Linked DNA regions of Mus musculus: regions 1, 2, 3 and 5 are each linked to region 4. A link is a contact called in public HiChIP or PLAC-seq data. All regions are on one chromosome and are shown on one strand. Each heading gives the region's core, a stretch centred on a gene start, on an enhancer-like site or on the middle of the called end of the contact. The rest is flanking DNA. Distances are from core to core; before and after follow the strand shown.

The links. HiChIP or PLAC-seq counts read pairs in DNA pulled down with a chosen protein or histone mark.
Region 1: a contact with region 4 is called in an H3K27ac HiChIP or PLAC-seq map of microglia, with 8 times the contacts expected there. The contact joins two enhancer-like sites. A contact is called at or near these places in 1 of 484 Hi-C or Micro-C datasets (hematopoietic stem and progenitor cells), 2 of 115 datasets of contacts at active chromatin or transcription factors (the HPC-7 cell line and microglia) and 1 of 9 other capture datasets (macrophages).
Region 2: an H3K27ac HiChIP or PLAC-seq map of microglia shows a contact between it and region 4, with 6 times the contacts expected there. The contact joins two enhancer-like sites. A contact is called at or near these places in 4 of 39 promoter capture datasets (the C10 cell line, hippocampal neurons, neutrophils and 1 more), 1 of 484 Hi-C or Micro-C datasets (CD4 T cells), 4 of 115 datasets of contacts at active chromatin or transcription factors (astrocytes, bone marrow-derived macrophages, microglia and 1 more) and 3 of 9 other capture datasets (adipose tissue, liver and macrophages).
Region 3: a contact with region 4 is called in a FOXA1 HiChIP or PLAC-seq map of pancreatic cancer cells. The contact joins two enhancer-like sites.
Region 5: an H3K4me3 HiChIP or PLAC-seq map of pro-B cells shows a contact between it and region 4, with 2.8 times the contacts expected there. The contact joins the promoter of Sacs here to the enhancer-like site in region 4. A contact is called at or near these places in 4 of 39 promoter capture datasets (the C10 cell line, embryonic stem cells, hippocampal neurons and 1 more), 7 of 115 datasets of contacts at active chromatin or transcription factors (the 230-238 cell line, acute myeloid leukemia, embryonic stem cells and 3 more) and 2 of 9 other capture datasets (adipose tissue and embryonic stem cells).

What each region holds. Positions count from the first base shown.
Region 1 is chr14:60,442,431-60,446,999 of GRCm38.p6, forward strand. It overlaps the pseudogene Gm6066. Among named protein-coding and RNA genes, the nearest start is that of Amer2, 67 kb to the left of the region's middle. Within about 2 kb of position 1,956, at least 70 of the 459 cell types and tissues checked have an H3K27ac peak or open chromatin away from gene starts, as enhancers often do. A contact at or near this core is called in the HPC-7 cell line, hematopoietic stem and progenitor cells, macrophages and 1 more, where this site is marked.
Region 2 is chr14:60,267,855-60,272,925 of GRCm38.p6, forward strand. The region is part of intron 1 of Mtmr6 (myotubularin related protein 6); the gene reads left to right. Among named protein-coding and RNA genes, the nearest start is that of Mtmr6, 5.2 kb to the left of the region's middle. Within about 2 kb of position 1,682, at least 72 of the 459 cell types and tissues checked have an H3K27ac peak or open chromatin away from gene starts, as enhancers often do. A contact at or near this core is called in bone marrow-derived macrophages, microglia and neutrophils, where this site is marked.
Region 3 is chr14:60,317,572-60,322,756 of GRCm38.p6, forward strand. The region is part of intron 2 of Gm34874 (a long non-coding RNA gene); the gene reads right to left. Among named protein-coding and RNA genes, the nearest start is that of Gm34874, 23 kb to the right of the region's middle. Within about 2 kb of position 1,315, at least 6 of the 459 cell types and tissues checked have an H3K27ac peak or open chromatin away from gene starts, as enhancers often do. A contact at or near this core is called in pancreatic cancer cells, where this site is marked.
Region 4 is chr14:60,735,703-60,740,564 of GRCm38.p6, forward strand. All of the region lies in intron 4 of Spata13 (spermatogenesis associated 13), which reads left to right. Among named protein-coding and RNA genes, the nearest start is that of Gm34997, 30 kb to the right of the region's middle. Within about 2 kb of position 1,264, at least 218 of the 459 cell types and tissues checked have an H3K27ac peak or open chromatin away from gene starts, as enhancers often do. A contact at or near this core is called in the 230-238 cell line, the HPC-7 cell line, acute myeloid leukemia and 11 more, where this site is marked.
Region 5 is chr14:61,136,650-61,141,385 of GRCm38.p6, forward strand. It overlaps Sacs (sacsin), which reads left to right and starts at 1,808. Exons shown (of 10, transcript NM_015788.2): 1 at 1,808-2,122.

The DNA of each region.
Region 1 (4,569 bases), core at 706-3,205, 290 kb before region 4:
ATTTCTGATGGTGGACAACTCTAATGATTTTGACTTACTGTTTTCTTACCCACCAGACCATTCCTTTTGTAGCTCAGGAAAGCCCACCACCTTCCCCACCCCCCCCCCACTTGCTCATAATACCCTGTAATCTTTGCTCTCACTGAAGTTTTTGAGTTCCATATTTTCCTCATTCCCCTCCAATCTAGCTGGATTACAGAGGTAAGCTTATGGTTATGAATAAATACTAAATAAGAAAAAAAAGAAGTAATCTAGACAGGGAATAAGTCACCTTGAAGATTATAGTCTATCGTGAAAGGTAGTAACTGAAGCAGAGGCCATGGAGGAGTGATGCTTACTGGATGTGTCTCCACTGCTTGCTCTGCTTGCTTTCTTACACTCAGGACCACTTGCTCAGGGATGACATCATCCACAGTGAGCCCACATCAATTAGTAATCAAAAAAAAAAATTCCCCCACAAACTTGCTTCAGGCCAATCTGATGAATTTCAACTTTCTTAAGTGAGATTGCCTCTGTTCATATCGCCTGGCATGTGTCAACTTGACAAAAACTAGCCCACACAGTAATAAGTGTACCCTACATTTCCTCCAGTCAGGAGCTCTCTGGGAGAAGCACAGTGTGTTTGAGTTTGAAGGGCCTGCCTATCTCTGGAGTCAGAAAAACCTGCAGGATGAGAAGTTCTGCACAGACAAAGCCACTTTTCATGAATAAGTGTCAAGCCGCAGTCTCTGCCGTTGGCATGTAGCCGAGATACCATGGTTTTCATTCTTAGGGGCATCTAGTTGTGAACAGCATTGCTGAACCTGGGGACCCTGCACTTGCCCCTTCTTTGATTGTAATGTATATAAATTCAATAAGCATTTGCAAAGATGTGTTATTTAAAAAGAGAGAGAGAGAGAGAAACAAACCTGTGTCTGCAAGATTGCTCTGACAAACTAAATGTCAGTGTAATATGAGTTATAGCCAATACTGTCCTCCATCTCCATAGTTACCGACTTAGTGGGGCAACTTAACTCTCAGGGAGGGGGGTATTAGCTTTGAATGGCTTTCTTTCTCCATTCATAGCTGTTAGCTGTGTTCTGTTGAACACCACCTCTCCTTTCTCCCTGGGCAGGACCTTCCTTAATGGCAAATTGGTGTGATTACATAAACACAGAGTATTTTCTGTTATTATGACATTCTCACTCTAAAAATAACTACCCCTTTCAGGGTTTTAAACGTACATTAATTGTTTTAGCTGAGGTATACTTTATATGCAGTTACATTGTCTTAAGTATAATAGCCAATGAATTTTAACAAGAGAGTGAACTTCTGTAATGAGAATTCTGGAATTTTGGTTTCTTAAAAAAAAAAAAAAGAAAAAAGAAAAAAAGAAAAGAAAAGAAAAACACACAGAAATATTGTAAGAGTGTGCTTCTGTTTTAATCCCAGGTGTAGGGTGTGGGACTGGTTCCGACTGTCCGAAGCAGCTGACCATGATTTGCCTCTTGCGCTAGCAAAAGTGTGGTTTTGCCAGCTGCAGATAATTTCTATGATTGTGTGACATTCGGAATTCTGGAAACTTTTCATAGTGCATATAAATTCGGAGGCCCTGAGAGGGGAGGGTTGGTGGTTGGTGTTTATTTAGGGAAGTTATTTACCATTTGGTACTTGGAGTCAAAGAAGAAACAAAAAGAAAGAAATTAGATTCAGGGATTTTCCTAATTCCTCTCTCCCTTCTATCCTTGTTTCTTTCCTACCTAGTATTAAAGGGTTAAAGGGGGTGGGCAATGGATAAAGGGTGGAAAAAAAGAACCTACCAAGTAGCAGAGACCAGCTACAGAGTCTGTAGGATATCTAAAGAGGGCTGGTGCATCAGTTTGAGTGCATTAGTGAAAACCTCAGACACCAGTCATGTGCTGCCATTGCGTTAGGAAAAGGAAATTAACAAACACTTCCCCTTTGAGTAATTCTGTTTCTTTACTTCCCCCTTTCTGTGGTTTTCTGTCTGAATTTGTACCTGTCTGAATGCTGCCCTGTGAGTCTGTCTGTCCCTGTGTCTGTGTGTCTGTTCCTAACAGGGCTTTGTTCTGTATTTATTGAACAGCACAGAAAGCAACACATGAACGAGGGATTTTACAGAAATCTTTAGCAGAGTTTACAAGGGGTTAAGTCATTCACTCCACCTGCCCCCAACTCACCCAGATAAGCAAATAAATACAGCTATAAATCGATAGAAGAAAGCTGCTTTCAGTGTTGATGGTGGGTATGATTATCACAGCAAACCTGCAAACATACAAGCAGGTCAGGGTCATGGAAGAGGACATAAGGAGATTACAGCTTCCACTCTCTGCGGTTGTAAAAGCTGATTGCTCAGGAAACCCAAGGCAAGTGAGGTTGGTCATTATTGTGTCTCTTGAAGGCAGGGTAACGTGCATTACCAACCTTGGCCTTGAGGTCCAGCAAAAACTTCTTTCTGGTCCCTTACAATATTAGGGATATTTTCATGGCAATGATCAGATTATTTAAAGCAGAAAAGACATGATAAATGTGCTGGTGTTGTTCTCTGGTCCCCCAGATAGAGGACCTGGGCTTGGGTTCCCCAAATCCATGTAAAACTGCAAGTGTGTCAGTACCTGCCTACAGTCCTAGCACTGAGGGACAGGAGCCTCCCTGGAGCCTGCTGCTCAGTAGATCTAGCTGCTCAGTAAATGGACTCTAAGTTCAGCGACAGACCCTGTCTCAACAAAACACAGAGATCAATCAAGGTCGACATTTTATGTCAACCACTGGTTTCCAAGTCTGAACACACATACACGCATGCACAAATAGTATCAACTGCATTTTTATATACTGGCATCTGAAAATGTGCAAATGGAATTAACGATGCAGTTTGATTCATAATAGCATTAAAATAATAAAATACTTACAAACATACTTTTTTTTAATGTGCAAATTTTAGCTGCTAGCTGTTTTCTGCTGCTGTGATCAGACACTAATCAAAGCTAATCGAAGCTAATGTGGGCGAGAAGGAGTTAACACCTCTAACTCATTAGATTGAGGGAAGCCAGGACAGGGACCTGGAGGCAGGAACTGAAGCAGAGGCCACACTTACTGCAGCACAGGCTGCTTACTGGCTTGCTCAGCTTGCTGTCTACACAACCCAAAACCATGGAGGGAGGAGGAGGACTGCCCCATAGACTTGCCTATGGGTTAATCTGATAGTAGAAAGGCCTCAGTTTGGGTACTTACCCTAAGTGTATCGAGTTGCCAAAAACTAGCCAGCACATCTTGAATACTAAAAACTATAAAACTTTGTTGAGTTTAAAATAAATAAATAAATAAAAGTAAAAAAAAAAAGAAAGATATCTATTTTGTGGATTGGATGACTTAACACTGCTAAGGTGCTGACTTGATCACGACGCCTGTCAAAATCCCAGGGGCCTGTTGGACAGAAATTGGAACGTGCATCTTGGAACCCACCTAGACATTCCTAGGGCTCAGAATAGAGATAGAAGTTTTCAAAGAAATCAAGTTGGAAGACCCACAACTCCTAATTTCAAACCTTTACTTTAAAGCTCCTATAATCCCAGCAGTGTAAGAGTTTCATAAAGGCACACACAGAGACCCACAGAGCTTCTAACAAACAGCTCTGCGTTTGCGGTTAGTTGATTTTTGACAAAGGTGCTATCCTGAAATCAGAGCAGCTGTTGGACCCTTGGAGGATTAGGATCTTTAATGTTCCTTTACAGAAGGAGTGGGGGAGGCTCATCAGCCAAGTCCACAGCCCCTCGCTAGTGCATGCACCTGTCACCAGCTTATATAACCCGACCACAGCTGCCCCTGCTCCAGAAAAGCTTGTAGCCACAGATGGTGGAAGGTTAACTGGATGGCTGTGGGGGTTGTCCCTCCTGCAGAGCTGAGATTTTGCTGTGATGCTCCACAATAGGCCGATCCCTCACACATCGATCATTAGTCCAGAAAGGGCCCCATAGACTTACCTGTGGGCTATTTTGGGAGCATCATTCATGCTCCTATAAATAAGCCTAATAAACTCATTGGTTCATCAAGTTGGATTTGAGACGGAATCATCTCTTTGGGCTGCCATTCAGATCCTATTTGGGTTGAGCAGACATTCACATCAGCCCAGAAAAAGTAACACAACAAATATTTCCCAACAAATGATCAATGGACAACCAGCCACATACACACACACACACACACACACACACACACAAATACACCACACACGCATACACACACATATGCACCACACACACACACACACACACACGCACCCCCTCCACACACACACACACACACACACACACACACAAATCAAGTTTGGCTTCTGTCTCATACCAAGACAAAAATTACCTCAAAATCAACCATAAACTCACATGTAAGATATGAAACTCTGAAGAAAATTATTGGGGGGGTGGGTATGGGGGACCTTTGGGATAGCATTGAAAATGTAAACGAGGAAAATACCTAATTAAAAAAAAGAGTATTGTCTACTTTGAATTAGACAATAGTTTTCCAGCTATAAAACCAAACATACAAGCAACAAACTTGATGTGATGTGTCCTG
Region 2 (5,071 bases), core at 432-2,931, 470 kb before region 4:
GTCATAATTTCACAATGTTCACATTTCACATATATGTTAGTTCATTAGCTCTCATCACCATGATGTTTACTTTTAATAATCACCTTGACACAAGGTAGAGTCACTTGGGAAGGGGGCCCAGTGACAGACATTGGCCTGTGAGGGTTTTTTTTTTCTTTTTGTCTTAATTGGCTGAGGTGGGGAAGGCCCATCCTAATGTGGGCAGCAGCATTTTGTGATCTGGATCCTGAATGTATAAAAGTAGAGAAAGCAAGGGGGCGGCATTTGTGCATATATTCTGTCTCTGCTCCTGAGTCTAGATGTGACCTGTTTTCTCAAGGTCCTGCTGTGACTTCCCCACAATGGTGGTTGGAATTTTAAGCCAAATGAACCCTAGCTTTATGTCAAAGAGTGTTATCACAGCAACAGACATGGAACCAGGACCATCAGTGATCTAAAAATGGACCCTGCCAGTGGTTTTAGAATCTCCATTTATAGATGAGGAAGAAATTAGTAAGTTTGAATGACCTGTCAGGTTAGCCATGTATGGCTGTTAGAATTTAAACTAATGTCTAACTCCAAAGGTGAGGTGTGCTCTTCCTAGCATGAACAGTTGTAATAAAATTGTGAAATTGGCATTCACTTAGAAAAGATTAACTAAAAGGGTTTCCCTTTTCTAGGTTTACCATAAGTAATAGTTTTATATTCTTGTTTTTGTATCTTGTTTTTGTATTTTGTATTTTGTTTAGAGTTATCATTTGCTTTGTCCTCTGCTATCAGAGATTAAATAACTCTCGCGCCAACATTCAGCTGTTAGCTATATCATCCTATTTTTATATCACATTTGCCTTGAAACAGGGTCTCTCACTGAACCAGATGCTCAACCTTTCAGACAGGCTGGCTGAACTCTTTAGATCGCTTGTCTTTGTTCTCCCAGTGATGGGGCCACAGGCACATAAAACTATGGCTGGCTTGCTACATGGATGCTGGGAGTTCAACCTTAGGTCCTTGTGTTTGTTCTTACTCACTGAACTCTCTCCCCAGACCCGAGAACTCAAAGATTGTTTTTTTTAAATTATTATTATTTTTTTATTAGATTCATTCATTTTATGTGTGGGTGTTTTGCCTGCATATATGTTTGTGCACCATGTGTGTGCTTGGTGCCCAAGGAGGACAAAAGAGGACAAGATTCCCTGGAACTACAGTTACTAATGATTGTGAGATGCTGTTTGGGGTGCTGAAGCAACAGATACTTTTACCTAGTGACCTGTCTTTCTACCCCCAGTTTTGGCTTTAAAGATTTTCATGGGAATGAGCGTTTTGCATGCCTGTTTCCCACAGAGTGGTTAGCTGCCTTTCTAAATCTTTGCCTTCACGCTGAGATAGGAAGCTGGGTGCTCAACATTGCAGAAGAGCAAGGTGAAGTGCAACTGAAAAGTCCCCACTGGATTTATGACTCAGTAATACTCCTTTCCTTCTTAAAAAGTCCATAATTGCTTCACTAATAATGTATGCTGCCAGGTGTCATCCAAGCTGAGGACACAGGATCGAAGAGCCACTGCCCTCACTTGCTGTCTGCCTCACAGTGTAAGGTCCTCTGCCTTTTCTACAGCTAGTTCTTCTCAGAGATGTCTGTAGAAGGCTCTGAAAGTCTCAGGAGATCCGTGGCTAGCGACGGGGAGCAGTGTCCCCAGTAGCTGACTGTGCTTTCTGCGCAGAAGCCACAGCCCACAGCATGACGTAGCTGTGGAGGAAGTGCTGTTCTTCATCACAGAAGTTGGTTGAAGAGAGGGAAGAACAGGTCTGAACTTCTATACTCTAATTTTCTGAGTATGATGGTCTATGTTTTTCATATCCAATGTCTTAATCAGTTAAGTTTGAATTTTTCCTGTTAGCCATCAACAGAGTGACCACACTTCCCAGTTTCTTTCCCCTTGCCCCATTGTTTTTCGTTCTTTTGCCATTTGCCTTTCCCCATTTACCCTTTGCTTTCTAAGGATCCTGAGGCTGTTTTTATGGTGCCACAAATAGTGACCTAAAATTGTTGTAGTTACTTCCAAAACAGGTACCTTAAAATATCTGGGGGAAATGGGAAGGAGCTGCTTGCTGGGCTCTGGTCTGGCTTTTATTTATTTTTTTTATTTTTTTTATTTTTTGATGATTGTAGCAAAGAAAAGTTTTTGGAGAAGGATTTACAATAAAGGGTAGAATGTGTTTCCCAAACTACTCATTCTTCAGCACTTTAGGCAGAAAGTAAATGTCGTGGTTTAATTTCAGATTGATGTTCTCATTCGCTCCGTCCATATGCTGAGACACTATAGAAGCTGCTGGTTAGGTGTAATGGTTGCATTTCCTGGGTTTGATGTAACCTGGCTCTGACTAAAGTAGTGATTAACTCTCCATCAACTGTACTCAGGATCGGCTTTTCGGACTCACTTTCTCCTGTCTGTGCCCAGTCTGCAAGTCAACAATAATGAATAGACAGTCTCCCTCCATGTCAGATTCTTTCTCTCTGCTCTCTCCAGCTTTACTATTAGACAACATGGGCTTCCTCTCTGCGTGCTTCCTCCAGGCTCCATCATCTCCCAACCACGCCTCCACTGTTTCCTTACTCCTCGGTGGTTCCACCTGCCCAGCCGAATTTTCTCTGGGTTGATACTGTCAGTACTACTGCACTTAAAGGCCTGTTTGTGTTCCTTCATCAGATAAAATGCAGGTGTGTCTCCTCCAAGAATTCTGTTTTCTCTGTATTACTCTCAGTGAAGAGAGTGCTTTAATTCTTGCTCTTGGGAAAGGGTATTTTACAGCTTTACAGTGCATTAAGTACTAAATTTTCTTTATTTTGTGTGGCAGTGGGGCAGGGTGGGTTGAGGGATATGTGCTGGGGCACACGTGTGCTATGCATGGCATATGTGTGTGAAGGTCAAAGGACAGCTTGTGTCTGTTCACTCCTTCCACCATGTGTGGGCCTAGGAATTGGATTAGTGGTCAGACTTGGGTAGATCTTAACTTGCTGAGCCATCCTGCTGGCTATCGAAATTGGTTTTTTGTTTGTTTGTTTGTTTTTTAAAGATTTATTTATTTTAATTTATGTATATGAGTACACTGTAGCTGTACAGGTGGTTGTGAGCCTTTGTGTGGTTGTTGGGAATTGAATTTTTAGGACCTCTGCTTGCTCTGGTAGGCCCCCACTCGCTTCGGTCAGCTCCAGTCAGCTCTGCTCGCTCAGTCTCTGCTCACTCCAGCCCAAAGATTTATTTATTAGTATACTGTATACTATACTAATAATGCACCAGAAATTCAGATGCACCAGAAAAGGACGTCAGATCTCATTATGGGTGGTTGTGAGCCACTATGTGGTTGCTGGGATTTGAACTCAGGTCCTTTGGAAGAGCAGTCAGTGCTCTTACCCACTGAGCCATCTCGCCAGCCCCCTGAAATTGGTTTTTAAATACCACATACACTTTTCCTTTCTCACTTTGTTTTTGTTTTTGTTGTTGTTGTTGTTTTATTGTTTTGGTTTTGTTGTTGTTGTTTCCTGAAACAGGGTTTCTCTGTATAGCCCTGGCTGTCCTGGAACTCACTTTGTAGACCAGGCTTGCCTCGAACTCAGAAATCCACCTGCCTCTGCCTCCCAAGTGCTGGGATTAAAGGCGTGCGCCCCGCCACCACCACCTGGCTCCTTTCTCACTTTGAACTTAGTTAAAATGAGAACTAGCAGCCTCAAGCTGCCTTACCAGATAACTGCAGTAATTTTTGAAAACATTTATTTAGTTTATTTCAGCATCTCGTTGCTTCTGTTTATAGGGCACAAAGGGTACGTAGAACACTTGGCATTCATTATCTAATCTGTTCCTCTCTTAGGAGTAGTTGCTTTTATTTAAAAGACAATGGAATGAGAGCAAATAGGTTAACCTTAAGTTACCCTTTTCTTAATACTGTGTATTTATGTACATGTTCAAGAACTTGGAGTGAGTGTGCATGCCTGTGGGTGTTTGTTTAAAGGGCTAACATTATAATAAAACTATTTAAAAAGTGGGAGACTTGGCCATGCTGAGCCTTAAGTATTTAGGGCACTAGTCTAAAGGTAGACAGGGGAGGAGCAGTGTGAATTGAGGAGGAGCAGTGGAGAATCCAGACTGCAGAGTAGAAAGACGGTTGTTGAGTAAGAATGAGCAGAGCTTCTGAAATACTGTCGTGGTCCTATTCCTCCATCACATGGTAGAGTTGGGGTGAGGCTGGGGACTGGCACCTTTGCAGTTTGGGAGGTTATTCCAATGAACAACTGGACCTTGAATCTTGAACAGAGCCAACCAAATTTAAAGATCTAACTTTGAGGTCAGGAAATGTGCATATAGATCATTACATCATTTTCAACTGGAATTTTCACCTTGATGTAGACCCATAAGAATCCCATAGTTCTCCATAGTGCTCCGAGAAAACACTTGTAAAGTATTCTAGAGTACTCTAAAACAGAATTTTTCTCTGTGTAATAATGCGAGGACAGAGAATTAGACTTCCCAGTAAGAACTGTATTACCAGAGTAAATAGGTGGATAGATAGATGGACAGACAGACAGTAGAGTAAGTTCAACAATCTGAAGCCTAGTAGTTTTTCTATTTATTTTTAATTTATGGCTCATACATGGATTCCTGAATGAATATTTTCTGGTCAGCCACTGTAGAAGGTAAAGGCAGCATGGGAAAATAACAGAATAATGAGATAAAGAAGAGTCCTATTTTATAAATCCCTTTAATGATGTCAGCAAAGGGCCACTGCTATACTGGGCATCTTCCATCTGTTTTCCATTATGAGAAGTAAGTTCTCCGTGGCAGTTCATCTGGAGTGAGTAAACCTCCATTGTATCAAACACTATTCTCGCCACCAGGAGGGACTCAGAAAGGAAGACAGACAGTGCTTGTCCTGAGGTATGTATAGTTTTTAGCGGGAGAAACAGACCCTTGAACAGGCTTTTGTTTTAGCATACTGAGTACTCTGATTTTGGTGGAAGGAGCAGAGCTTGAAGTAGCTGAGTAGTTGAGTCAAGACGTCAGTAGGATGATTTCCAGTGCTTTTGACTTAATGTGGATGG
Region 3 (5,185 bases), core at 65-2,564, 420 kb before region 4:
AATTCCCAGCACCCACATGGCAGCTCACAACTGTCTACAACTCCAGTTCCAGGGGATCCAACACACAGACACAAAGACACACATGGATGCAAAATACCAATGTACATAGGTGTTGATGCATATCTTTAATCCCAGTACTTGGAATCAGAGGCAGGTGAATCTCTGAGTTCGAGGCCAGCACTGTCTACAGCCAGGACTATATAGAAAAACTCTGTCTCAACAAACAAAACAAGATATTACAAACAAACAGAAAGAAACAAAGAGGGAAAGGGAGAGAACAACTTCAGGGTTAAAAACATCATCACTGAATGTTTGAAAGACAAACCAGAAATCAAGAGCCCCAAGACCCATTTCTTAAACAATACTAAATCAGGTTTTATTTCAGAATATCTATTCAAGGGGGAAACAATAATTGATCCAACAAGAAAAGGAAAAAAAAAAACAGTAATATCCAAGTCAGGGACTGCTACAGAACCCTTGCTGCCATTTCCTGCCCAGTCTGGTGTGATGTTTTCTTAAAATTCAGATGTTGGAACCCAATATGCCTGTGTGGTGGTATGAGGAGGTAACCATGGATTTTGGGAAGTGGTTAAACTGTGGGGATCTGCCCTTATGAAGCAAGTAGTGCCCTGGCAAGTGGCTAGGGTGATCTCCATCACCCCTTCCCATCCATCATGTGTGGACAGAAGGAGCCTGCCATCTTGGAAGACCAAATCCCAAGCATGGGTTCTACTAGACATCCAGCCTCCAAAACTCAGAGCAATCCATTTCTGCTCCATCACTCCATGTGGCCACCCAACACACTATCATCCAGTGTACTCCCGGCATGTGATCCCTGTTACTCTAGCTATGTCCAGCCTGGAGGGCTTTGTGTTCCCACTGTGCCTCTTCTTTGCTTCCTTTATACTGCCTGCCTTTTTTCCTGTCCTTCATCTTGTTCTTTGGCCTGCTGTGTTTCCTCTGGCTTGGGAGCCATGGCACTATGCTGTTCTCCTAGCCAAGGAACACTCACCACCAACCTTGGCAAGTGAGCGTCCCTTAAGCCTTAGCTCCTTCCTTGGTCAGAGACCTCATCTATGGCCTCTGGACCCAGGCAGCCATACTTGCCTGTGGCTTTTGTCTACCATCAGTTTCTTAACTTCATTTACGGTCCCCTAGCAGGATGCAAGCAATCTCAGAACTGGACTTTTCCAGTCTCCCACACCTCCGGGGCCAGCAGCTTAGTCAGCATCAGGCAACTACACCCCTATGACAGGTCCTCCATGGCAGGACCTTAAACCACCCTCATCTCCAAACACAGAGAGGAAACCATGTGCACATGATTAATGCTTAGCAGTAATAAACAATTAACTATGATCATATAGGACTTACCACAGGAGAACCATCATAGAATATGGCCATGAGTCAATAACTTTGAAAGAATGAACTTTTCTTTCTAGATCCTGAAGAGATTCTTGTGAAATTTAGGGCTTTTGTCTCATCGGGACCAGAAAAATCCTGCAAGTTCTAAGGGTAGGAAGACACATTTCTACGAGAGACTTTACAGTTCTGTTTACAGACGTATTTCTATGAAAATCAGAAAGCAGGCCCCAGGATCCCACTATCAATATTCACTGTTGCCTGAAGTTGTCAGCTGTACAGTTAGATGCCAAAGAGTAGTAAGACACAAAATGATTAAAAACACTTAGAAGCAAAATGGGCAGCCAGTATTATAATCTACCCAAGTAAATGTGACTATCAACTTAAAAAACCATTTCATCTGGACAAAAATTAGCAAAGATCCTGGATATATGACCCAGATCTGAAAATGGTTTGCGCAGTTGTGTGCCAACTGCTCCCTTCTTTACTTAGGCAAAAGCAAATAGTTTGTCATGACTCAGAAGTAGAACTGAAGTCATTTTATCAAGAAAACACTATCACCCCAAGGATCCAGCTCTGTATCTTTCCTCCTCTGGGTAGCATGTCACATGATGTCAACCCACAGGGAAGTTAGGAGGGTAGTTGGAGAAGCTCTGATTAAAATTAATCTTAAAGGCAAGAGCCAGCTAAGTAAGACAGATGCTAGGAAGAGCAACACACACAGCATTTTTGTGCTATAGAAAGAGGTGGCGGGAAAGAGCATTACCTTGGAAGCCGATAGTAATCGCCACAAGTTAAATACTTTAAAACCTTTAAGTGTTCCTTTTTGGAAAAGGAGATCAAGGGTTCATTAAGCACTGGCAGGAAATGCATCACATGAAGCCGTAGCATTAAAAAAAAAAAAAAACGTGCTAGAAGGTGACACTGCTTTCTGGATAAAGGAACCTAGGAAATCATGAGTTTTGTGTCCTTGTCTCTACAGCCCAGTTGCTGCCGATCAGAAAAGAGTTGCACACACAGAGGAAACCAAATGATGCCACCTCAGCATCCCAATTCAATCTTCCTCAAGTTGCATCTGTTAAAAATGTGGTCCCTGGAAGTGATGGAAATTTCAGGCTTGCAACGTGGCTGGCGGAAGTAGGTCCCCGGGGATGCCGCCTGGAAGACAGTACTACAAGCCTGCTCCTCACAGCTGTGGCTTCCTGACTGCCTTAAGGCAAGCAGCTTCCTCTGCTATGTTCTTCCATCATGCACGGCCTCACTCAAGACCATAATAGCAGAGCCAGCTGAACACAGACTGAAGCCTCTGAAAGTGTGAGCCAGACTAGACCTTTAACCTCCACTTAAGCTATTTTAGGCATTTTGTCACTACAATGGCATCTAATATCTTTTCACCTAGGAAGGATTTAGGGATGGCTCTGTAGTGAAGAGCATGGTTGCCTTGCAAGCATGAGGATCAGAATTTTGCAAAGCCAGGTGTGGGGGTGCGTGCTTATAACCCCAGTGCCAGAGAGGCAGAGATAGGAGGGTTTATGGGGCTCTTTGGCTGGCCAGCCTAGCCTACTATCCTGGCTCCAGACCAGTGAAATGATGGATGTGCCTGAGGACACTGAGTTTGTCTTCTGGGCTGCACATGCTTATGTGCACCTGCACACACTGGAATGAGCACACACACACACACACACACACACACACACACACACACGCTCTGCACAAAACCAAAGAGAGATGGTTTCTGTCTTCAGATTCCAGGTACTCTGTGAGCTGCTGACCTCAGATCATAACGAAGCTTTTCCAGGTGTTGCCAAATGAAGGACAATATGGTGATTCCCTATGTATGGATCAAGTGGCTAAGTGCATCCCCCTGGCATGAATTATTCTTTTGCACTCGAACATGTCATCTCTCTTGGGTATCTATACAATCAACTGTTGACTCTGGCCAATTCATTCATGTCAACAAAAAGTTTGTTTGTTTTGCTTTTTACAAATCTTATTTGTGTGTGTGTTGGGGGGTGGGGTGGGTATGTGACTTCTCATGTAAGTGTCTGCAGAGGCCACAAGAGGGCCTGGAACTGGGTTACAGGTGTTTGCAAGCTGCCTGATGCTAGGACCTGAGCTCTGGTCCCCCTAGAGGAACAAGAAGCGATCTTAACGCCATCCACCCAGCCCTTGGAAATTTGTTCTGAAATCACTTCAAAGATGATGTCTAGTTATGGGGCAAGTTAGATGTATGAAATGTATGAAAGCTTGGTTTTCCAGCTGGTGGTGTGCCTCCTGCCTTCTTGCAGAGCTGAGCTGTGAGTGTCTGGAGGCCCACAGCCTATTAGGATTCATGGCTCACAGCAGTGCCTAGGCAGAGCATTGCTAGCACTAACTACATGCCCACTGACTGGTTAGTGGGAAGATGCTTCCCATTGCCCCAGTGATCCAAGCTTCCATTCTTCAAACCTGTATCCTGTGTATGGCAGGATCCTTTATAAGCTTCTTCAAACCCTCTCGGGAGACAAAGACTATGGGGATTTTTTTTCTTTTGATCTCAATTTTCTACCATGTCATTAAAACTTGTAAGGGCAGTAACAGAGTTGATAAACATAATCCCAGTTCCAGGCAGGTCTCTGAAGTTCCCTGATGCAAAGTCCTTGCACATCTGCACCTTTCAAAGAGTTCCATGGAAAGAAATTTGAACCCCTCACAGTATATGGACCCTTCTCCCCAACCCTTCTCTTGTGTGCTGTGCTAAGTGTGATGAAAGGGACCTGTGTCCTCCTTGGAAGACACATCCAAGTACAGGACAAGGCTGAGCTATTACCTCTCTGCAAGTAGGAATGCCGGGCTACTGAAGGAGCGATGATGGGAAATGAAACAAAGGGAAGCAGGAAATAAGGCCTTCACACAGCACCTTTGGCCTGGGAAAGGAGCTCCGAGGTTATTTGGTCAGCTTGGGAGAGCAGGGCCTGCATTGTGCTCATCCTGGCCTCCCACTGAACTGCTAGTCAAGTGGTAGTGGGACTAAAAGCAGGCAACCTCCATGACAAAGCTAAGTAAAACTGTGTGGACCATCTCCACAGAGCTCTCCCCAGCAAGATCTCCATCACACTGGGAGCTGAACCTCTGGAGAAGCAAATCCTTCAGGTGCTCCTCTCTGGCACCAGTCCTGCAGGGGGTATGCTAAGTGCCACCGCAGCAGAGAGGACCAGCTCACTCATGAGCATGGTTGTCATCCTGCAGAGAGGAGTTGGTAACTCCAGTTCCCTTGCTGTCCTAGCCGAGGACCTTACAATTTCCCAGGAGAAAAGGGAGCACACTGTGAAACTACAGATTTAAACCAGATTACTGTCTAGTTAGTCTTTTATTATTATTATTATTATTATTATTATTATTATTATTATTATTATTGTTTTGGTTTTGGTTTTTGAGACAGGGTTTCTCTGTATAGTCCCTGGCTGTCCTAGAACTCACTCTGTAGACCAGGCTGGCCTCGAACTCAGAAATCGGCCTGCCTCTGCCTCCCAAGTGCTGGGATTAAAGGCATGCGCCACCACTGCCTGGCTTAGTTAATCTTTTATAAGTAATTACTCCACATACAGTATTTGATCATTTCAAAACCCTGAGTCCCAAGTCAGAGGTAATCACACTTTGCTAAAGCCATTAAGGGTATTTGATTCCACTTGTGACGTCTTGAGAGAGCCAGGTGGCACCAGGGTCACACACAGGCCCATCTTCTATTCCTAGTCTCCTATAAATTATGCTATTATTCTAGCTTAGATGCCATCTAGTGTGCATGCATATGAGTATGTGTGTTCAAGTGTGTGTGCATGTGTGTGCA
Region 4 (4,862 bases), core at 14-2,513:
AATCAACAAGGGTGACTATTTCTAGGGTCTGTTTGAGTCTTGTTGTTGGTCTGTAGATGCAAAGAGAACTATTTTTGAAGAATGGATTTCAAGGCAGCAGGACATGATACTTTACAGTTTATATTCCACTGTGAACGGTGTCTCGTGCTTCATTTAGTTCAGTCTGCAGCACACAGTGGCTCACAAATGAGTTCCTGTCTTAACGTCTGTGGGACATAGTCGTGGACATAACTAACCGAAATAGAATAGCAGTAATACGGTTTAGAATGATAAATAAACCAGTTGTGTACATGTGGACAGTATTTTAAAAGAGGATAAGCCAATGTAATTGAGGAAAATGCGTAATAAATTAAAAAAAAAGAGAGGATAAGCCTGTGCTTCTAGCACGTGGTTATCGTAGGGGATCGAAGCATAGATAAGAGACAGTTAGGAAATCAGGGAACCATCTACTAACAAGAGACAGTTGGCCTTTAAGAATGATGCAGAACGCTGAGCTCTTGGGGAAGGAGGGAGGGAGCAAAATGTCTCCCTTCAGAACAGGAACCAGGAGCAGTCCTCAGCAGCAGAGCCTTCCATTGCTGTATAACCTGTGGTGTGGTGTGTGTGGTGTGGTATGTGTGTGTGTGGTGTGCAGCGTCAGGCCATAGACACACATTGTAGAGCAGGTCCGTGGGTGTGCTGCTGTGTGAGGTTAACCTGAAGGCCCACTGCCTCAATTCTGTCTGACTCCAAAGCCATCTGAGAGACGTTTGGAAACACCTCTCAGCTCAGTCCTGGCTCAGTGGCCGGTAATAAGGTGAGATTTTCACTTTTCTAAGCCTTCTCCAATGTGGCAGGGAGCCATGCCCTTGAGTGTTGGGGGACCACTGGAGAAGAGTGGATAAGGCATGCCTGCAGCTGTGTGGGCATTGCTGGTTCCCTCTGTGGGGAAGGAGGTGGCCTGAGGGTGGCTCTCTGGGCTGAGGGGCTGGGCCCACCATCATCTGTAACCACAGCTGCCAGACTGTGAGGCCATTTCCGCTTTTGAGGAGGGGAAGCTGGAATAGTTTTTCTCAGCCTGGAGGAAGTATAGTGAGCGGCAGGAAGGTTTCTGAAATGTATGTTTTTAACAGACTGCTCTAAGCAAGGGAATTTCCCCCAAACAAAGCCTTGGGGAAATCCCCACCCGGAGGGAGGGAGCTGCCAGGCAGGGAAAGGGCACTGTGCATTAGCAAGTCTGTGGGTGACAGCCTAGCCCTTCCCAGCTGTGCCACCTCCTGGCCCAGCCCTGAACACTAGCTGAAAGGCTGGGTTCTTCTCACCTTGCTCCACATCCGCCTCAGACAGTGGGGGGTCAGGGGTGTTTTTCTCAGTTACACAAGAGAAAGCAAAGGCTCAGAGATCATGGCTTTCCCAAGGTGGCCTCTCTGGGACTCTGCAGTTCAGTGCTTTTAAGCCCTGTCACTTTGCCACAATAAGCCAGCCAGAAAGAGACTGGTTTGTTTGGAGAAGAAAGCCGCAGCGGACGTGGGGGGTGGGGGTGGGGCAGGGTGGGGGAGGGGACAGGACACTTGTTTTTCAGAGAATAGCCAGGAAGGGGGTACAAAGCATGGCTCCGGTACTGATGCAGTGTGAGGTCATTTCTTGTTGTCAAACTCACCTTTAGAATCAGATGCTCCCTCAGAACTGTGACGTCTGAGTTCAGAGAAGATGGTCTGCTGATTTCAGTGTTCCTAACCGTCCTGCTAGCCTAGGCATTGGCCCATTCTCCATAGGTAGCACACGGCCCTCTGCACCCATTCCTGGGGTCGGTCCTGGTCCTGGCTGGCTGGCTGGAGTTTCACTTCTAGAGGCCATTGTGAAAGGAACAGGGGAATTGAACATGCAGCTGTTGCCCAAAGGGTGGTGGCTTACCATGGTGGTCCAACCCGGAGCGTGCTGAACCCACTGTGTTGTGTATCTGAAACTGGTGGGCTCTTGAAAAGTGTTCTTCCAGCATTGTCTCTAGCTGACCTCAGCACACAGATCTGACAGAGGGTAAGGGTAGGGACTCTCTTAGCTTACTCAAGGCCCTGAGTTCAATCCCCACCTGTTCAAAATACTGAAAAGAGAAAATAAGGGGAGTCCTTCCTGATTTTGGCTAAAGCTTTTAGTTAGCAAGTACTTAGGAATATAATTCGTCTGCTCTTGTAGTGGATGGGATCTTAGAGTCTGGGATCTTAAAGTGACTTTGGTTTTGAGCAGCCCCCTCTCCATGTGTACAGGATTATTTTGCTGAGAGAGGGAGAATTAGTCTTCCCCAGGGATGAGCTCTGAAATGATTATACAATACCAGGCTGACAGCCCTGTGGTCAGTGCACAGGAACAACACTAAACAGACTCAGCAGGTTGTATTTATATATTTATTCGTGTGTTTGTGTGTGTGTGTGTGTGTGTGTGTGTGTGTGTGTGTGTAATAATAATTAAAGAAGGCCATGCGTTTGAGAGGAAGTTGGGGCCTGGGAAGGATTAAAGGGCGTGGGAAGTGATGTAACTATGTTTTTAATTAACAAAAAAGAATGTCACAAAGAGAAAAGGTGTCTTTTCCATACTTGGAATTGTCAACCAAAGAAACCCTATAGGTAGCTGGGCCCTTGTGCGTTGGCGGTGGGGTAATAAAATGCTGTGTCCACCTTGAAAACAATATGGAAACTCCCAAAATCTTACAACAGAACGAGCAACATCACCACTATCCTGATCGAGTTCAGAACCCAAAGAACCGAAAGCGGGGCTTCTAAGATGTGGTGAGCACACTCGTGCAGATGGCTGAGAGGTGGGAGCACCTGGTGTGCTCAGCACATGGAAGGGGGAACAGAGAGGGCGGCACACGCAGCCTCAAGGCAGAGGGAACTCTGACTTGGGCAGCATGGAAGGACCATGAGCATACTGTGCCCAGTGAAACACTTGTCACAGCAAGGCTGAGACTACATGGTCTGGACACCAACCGTCTGAAATGCTTACAGAAACAGGAAATAGAGACGTGGTTGGCAAGGAGTAGGCAGGGGAGAGAAGAAGGAAAGGAAGTTAGTGTTTGTTCAGGGTTTCGGTTTTGCAAGATAAAAGAGTTCTGAAGGTCCAAGCCCAGCTGTGGAGCAAACCTAATACTACTCAACTGTGCTTTAAAAAGGACTTCCGCTGGGGTTTTAAAAAATTAGAATAAAAAGAAAAAATTACACGTTTGGCTGTTTATGGAGATATATACACATAATCCCAGCTTTGGAGAGAAAGGGTGAGATAGAAGGAGGGAGCCTGGGCTACATAGTGAGACTGTCTCAAAACAACCAATTCGCTTTTTACATATATACTTATTTCTCTTGGGTTTGTGGAAGTACATTTTGAGAAGTTATATTAGTTCTTTATTACTCAAAATCACTGTAGGTTAACAAGTTGCTTTTATTAAACTCCCATGGATAGCAGAGGAAATTGGAGTCTTTTGCAGCTGGTAGGAAGTGGCTGCAGAGGACTGGGCCTCATGGAAGAGGTACCACCCCCCCACCCCCCACCCCCACCCCACCCCCGCGCCACCCCCACCCCACCCCATCCCCGCGCCACCCCAGAGACGGGAGTAGGCTTTGGTATCCATCAGGCACAAACCAGAGCTTTCAGTTGCTCTTTCCCCATTAGCAGCGTTCAGCTCAGATGAAAATCGTTTACTGCAAGTGTCTGGCACCACCGAAGCAGAATGAAGTCAGCCAAGGAGGCCTTAGATACTGCGGGGGGGGGGGGGGGGGGGAGACAGAGTGGAGGGGGGGGACAGAGTGGAGGGGGGGAGACAGAGTGGAGGGGGGGGAGACAGAGTGGAGGGGGGGAGACAGAGTGGGGGGGGAGACAGAGTGGAGGGGAGACAGAGTGGAGCTTTTGTAAAACCCCAAGACCAGGATTCTGAATTTCTGTGGAAGCAGCGCAGCATAGGGCACGGCTGGGGAGTGAGATGCGGGATTTTCTAGCCATAATCTGAGGTGGGTGCCGGGATTTGCGCTAAGGAGACCTGGTGTCCATCCTGGCCTGGCCTGGCCTGGCATGGTGTTACGTGGTTATGTAACTCCTTCGAATCTTGCTTCCCTGCTGGCAGTTCCTGTCCTCTTTGCAAAGCACTGAGTGTGTTCTCTGCAGCAGGTGTTTACGTGGGGTGCTGAGCATGCAGGAACAAAGCATCCATCTCTCACCCCTGGGACGGGGAACTGGGAGTCCTTAGGTTTGGGGGGAACTTAAAATCGTAGATAGCTTTAAGGTCACAGAAGGCAAAGAATGGAGACAGGCTTGGGAGGCCGTTAGACCTCGCTGGGAGAGGCAAAGCCTGCAAGGAACAGGGGCCTAGCAGTTACTGCCACTCCCAGAACAGCCTGTTACCAGCCCGTGTTTCCTGTATTGCACACAGATTTTCTGTCTTGTTACCTGTAATTGGCATTACAGAGATGGCCAGTGCTGCCCTGAAATGGAGGGAGACGAATATTCTATTGAGGTCCCCACTTCACAGCACCCAGTAAAAGAATAGTCTGCACTTATATACGTTTTTTTTAAAAAAATCATTTTATTTGTTATTTAAGCATGTTCATCTGGAGGTCAGGGGACAGCTAGTGGGAATCGGTTCTCTGTTTCTGCCATGTGAGACCTGGGGATAGAATGCAAGTCCTCAGGCCTGACTGTGGACGTCTTTACCACTGAGCCGTCTTGCTAGCCCCCACTTTCCTTTTAGAATGCATTTAGTTATTTAGATTGATTGATTGAGACAGGGTCTCTACACATAGCCCATGTGTGATTGCCCTTGAACTTACTGCAATTCTCTTGCCTCTTTCTGAAGATGTGGCTTTTAAATGGAATGGTCGAGAAGCATGAGTCTTGTC
Region 5 (4,736 bases), core at 558-3,057, 400 kb after region 4:
TGTGTGTGTGTGTGTGTGTGTGTGCATTACAGTGCATATGCAAAGGTCAGAGGACAACTTTGAGGAATTGGTTTTAACTTCTTCTTCCATTCTGTGTGTCCTGGGAATTGAACTCAGACGGCCAGGCTTGGCTGCAAGCACCTTTACTTGCTGAGCCATCTCGCCTAATTTTTAAATTTTTTTTTAAAGATTACCTTCTGTGTCTCTTACAAATTACCTTTCAAGGCAACACTTTAGCTCTTGTCCCATCATTCCTTTCTCTTTCCAACCTTCGGTACCCCTCCCAGCCTCCTGGATTTCACTGTTCTCTGAGCTTAGAGTTGCCTCTAGCGGGGCAGCCCTCTTGTACAAAGGACCTAGTTCTCTTCCTGGCTGCAGTTTAGCATAGCAACCTCAGCATTTATATATTTATTTATTTATTTATTTATTTATTTACACCCCACCAACACTGTGTGTGTATATGTATGTATGTATATATATATATATATATATATATATATATATATATATATATATATATTTACAGGAGTGTACTCCAAAGCCAGTGGGAGACCTCTGTCTTATCTCCTTGAGACAGGGTCTCTTACTGATCTGGGAGACTTCAGGAGACAGAAAACTCTACCTGTCTTAACATTATTGAGCTATGGCACACGGCCCCACAACACTTGTTGTAGGTACTAGGCATTTGAACTAAGGTACTCATGTTTGTGCAAAAAGTGGCCTTGCCCACTGTGCCATTCCAAACACAGCTCTCTAATGCCCTTTTAAGATCAGGACCTTGAGCATCTTTGGGTTTTGGCAGCTTCAAGAAAGCAATTCCCATGGATTCCGAGGGATGACTAATAGGAGTCTGTGGTGTGGAAGAAATGCTATTAGATTTGGTATCTTCAGTGGTCCCCTGGGAAGGGCGAGACTACAGCAAAGCAGACAAAGTGGATTGCCCTTTCTGAAGTCGGTGCCTCTCCCCAGGGACATCATTGGAGCCTGTATGGCTGAGCTGAATTAGGTAATTTCCCCAAGGGTGCAGCAAACAGGAGCCTCCAATCTTCTGAAGCTCTAGCTGGTGTACACTCCCCATTCATAGGATGCTGGAGGATGTTGGTCCTGATGCTGTAACTAGAGCACAGCCCACGCAAGGGCAGAGGACCGGGGCTGCACACAAAGCTTGGTGCCGTAGAGATGCCGTGCCCTGGTTTATTGCCTCAGTGTCCCCATTACTAAACTGACAGAAACACTGAATTAACACTGGCATCAGATTGCAACTGTAGAACATTTTACAACACACAGCACATTTTGAGTGAATTTTTGATTTTTTGATACTTATTTGGAATCTCATGTCCACAATGACAATGAACAAAGGCACTGTGTATGCTGTTTTATCTGGGCATGTGCTGCTGTTACTATCATATGGCTATCACCTGTCTGTCATCCATCCATCCATTCATCCATTTTGAGACCAGCTATCCTTGAACTCACTATGTAAAGGCGGCTGATCTTGAGCGCTTAATCCTCCTGTCTTCAGACCGGGCAGAGTCTATTCAGAACTCTTTATGGGGCTGAGGAGGCCCATACCAAGCCCCTAGCACCAACCTTCTATGGGGAATGACTTTGTTTTAAGCCGTATGCCTTCCATAAAATTAATCTCTGGAAAACAACAAAAATAATAATAAAGCTCCCATCGTGACTTTTTACCTCAGTGATCCACAACACTGGGTGTGTGGCATTATGGCATTCTTTGAAGCTGATATGCTATCTCTTTAATTTAAAAAAAGAGAGCAGTGAGCTAGGTAGGGGGAGCTGTGACTGCCGCACTCTCCCGGCCCTGCGCTGAATGCAGTGGCAGTAACGCTGGCTGGGACTTGTTTGTTGTTGGTACAAAAGGCACACAAAGGCCGGACAACCAGGTTGATGATGGCCACCGTGAGACTCTGAGGGTCCCTCGGACTGCGGACTGCGTCTAGTCTAGGAACAGCTACATCGGGCGTTGCGACCCGCTGGAGCCGGGTGGTGCGGTCGCTGCTACAGCTGCTGCTGCTCCAGCTGGGCCGTGGACCACTGTCCTCTGCATCTTCGCCCCCAAGGAAGACAGAGCAGCTCTGGCGTGTAGTGCCACAGCGCACGGGTGAGGAGTTGCTACCTTGGCATCCTTGGGTAGGGTGGGTCCCGCTCTACCTCCTCATCTTAGTTCCAGAGGGGCTCTGACTGCAGGCTTTGTCTTTTTAATTTCCACTCCAAGTTGCAGAGAGTGGTCATAATGGGTTCGCTGCTGTTATGCAGAGTGGGGTCCGGACTATTGGTATTTATACAGTGGCATTCTCAGAATAGTTTATTACTTAATCTGCAATCGCTCTAATTTTAACCTCATATTCTCAACCAGCCAGTTCTCAGTTACCTTATTTAATAATACTCGAAAGCCTTATGACAAAAAAAAATTCTCCTTATTTCATTTCATTCCAGGAAATAATTAAATTCTTAGAAAGAGTTCTGTGATTTTAGCAAAGTTCTCTCCTACTCTGCTGTCCTTTTTTGCTTGCCTGCGTTTTTCTTAAAACAAGGTCAGTGGGGAGTATTGCCTTTGAGGCTGATATGCTGATAATTTTAGCTTTAATCTTACTCCCTGTGTCTCTGAAAATGGTAAAAAGCCTCTTCCATTTGAACCAGCCAGGATGGGGGCTGGTTCCAGGTGTTTTCCAAGCATAAGCTGCCACAACCCCATATTGGTCTCTTTACTCCTGCACCAACCAGTACAGAAGTAATTCACGATCAGCCCCCATTTATTTGTCTTATGACGAGTTTTACAAGCACCCACTGGCAGCCAGGTAAGAACTAGGACAGTGTGAGGTTCTCATGTTCACATCCCCTGAGTGTTGCGGAAGACTAACCAGCTCTCTTTCCTTTGCCTTGACAGTTAGCCCCATTCTGTGTGGTCCCTTGTCTTCTTTATCCTTGGCTTTTGGCTTTTGGCTGCCCAAGCTGCTCCCTCCCGCACCCATGATCCTTAAGACTCTGTCTAAGTCCCTTTCAAAGGAAGCAAGCTAGCTTACACCATCTTCCTGCGTCCCTGCTGTTGTGCTCATCCTGTGAGAGCAGCAGTAAGAACCGTTGACCGCTGTTCCGATGTTTCCCGTTCTTCCTGTCAGAAGAAAAGCTCAGTCACAGCTTTTGAAGAACAAGGACAGCTGACAGGAGTCCTTTGCTTTGGGCCGGACTGGCCCTCAGCAGCCCTGTGCTCAAATGTCAGCTCAACTGGACCTTCCTGCCACAGCCCCTTAGAAGTCGCTAACAATTGGTGCCTCAGTTTCTCTTCTGTCCAAGACACTGATGGTCATTGCTCAGATGATGGTGGTATCATTGAGACATCAAATGTTTGTGAAGATAGCTAGCTTAGACTAAGCAGTGTGTTGCTAGTGAGTATTTGACTCATTTCCAACCCATTCCACCCCATCCATCCATCCATCCATCCATCCATCCATCCATCTATCCATCCATCCAACCACACATACATCTACTCACTCAATCTATGAAACACACCAAATAGCTTCATTTATTAGTGTTCCCTCAAAAACTGAATTTATAAATGTACTTTTGGCTGAGTGCCTCTTAAACAGCCTTTGCTTTGGGCTAAATGTTCTCATACCTTTGGCCTATGAATGCGGAGCTAGAACTTCCTTGCTGCCATAGGGCTGTTCTCTGAGGGGAAGGGAGGCTGATTCCTCTTGCATACCTTCCCCTAAACACATCATGGTAGCAGTAACAATGACTATACTGGCCATGTCCCCCAGGAGTCCAAGTCAGGACAGTTAAATGTACTTAAATGTGCCAAATTGGAAATCAGAACAAGTCCCGTTACTATTTTGATCTTGGACAGCCAGGCGGCCCACTCACTCTTTATAGACATTGCCAATCCTGTGACTATTTTTAATCTCTACTTTGTCTTTCTCCTTTCTCTTTGCTATTTTCCCTTAAACTCTTCACTTAACATGCACTGGACTTCAGTGTCTATGATGGAGATGTTGTACCCTTCCCAGAGGGAGAAGGAAAACAGAAAAACTGGACAAAGCACTGGATTGGGAACCAGAAAAATGTGACTTTAGCTCTGTTGGCTTTTATTTGTGCATAACAGAAAACCATTTATCCTCGGAGCTAAGATAAGAGGTTTGGGGAGAGACTCTTTGACTTTCCTTAGAGTCCTGAGTATAAGATCTTGACAGCTCTCTTTGGACTCTGCTCACTGCCTCAGAATAGTCAATCAAAAATTACTTTTCATTCGTGTGGTCAAGATTAGAAATGATTTAATAGCCCCACTCTGTAGGTTAGAAGATGCAAGATTAAGGGAGTGGAAGCTCAGTGTATTCTTATTTGAGAATGGAGAGGTCTACTCAATGTAGCTTTTCTTGCTGAAGATCGCCGAGTTCTCAGACCCCATGCCCCAAGTTCTGCTTCTTGCTGTCATGTTCTTCCCACTGCACTTTGGAGTTTGGGTGACTGGAAGCCTGAGAGCTCACACAGATCACCCATTTTGTGCAGAACCATCGTTAGTTCTTTTATAGCAATGTAGCATCCGGACTTCTGTTTTGCTTCTGATAGTATTGCATGTCTCTTACCTAGGCCTGAAGACAAAGGCTAGGCCTTTCACTTCTTCCAAAAAGATAAAAGCTTGAAGTCAGTCAGGCACCTAGTGAATGGCAGCTTAAATTTCATGCGTATCTTTATTTGATTAAACTGCTGAGCACTGG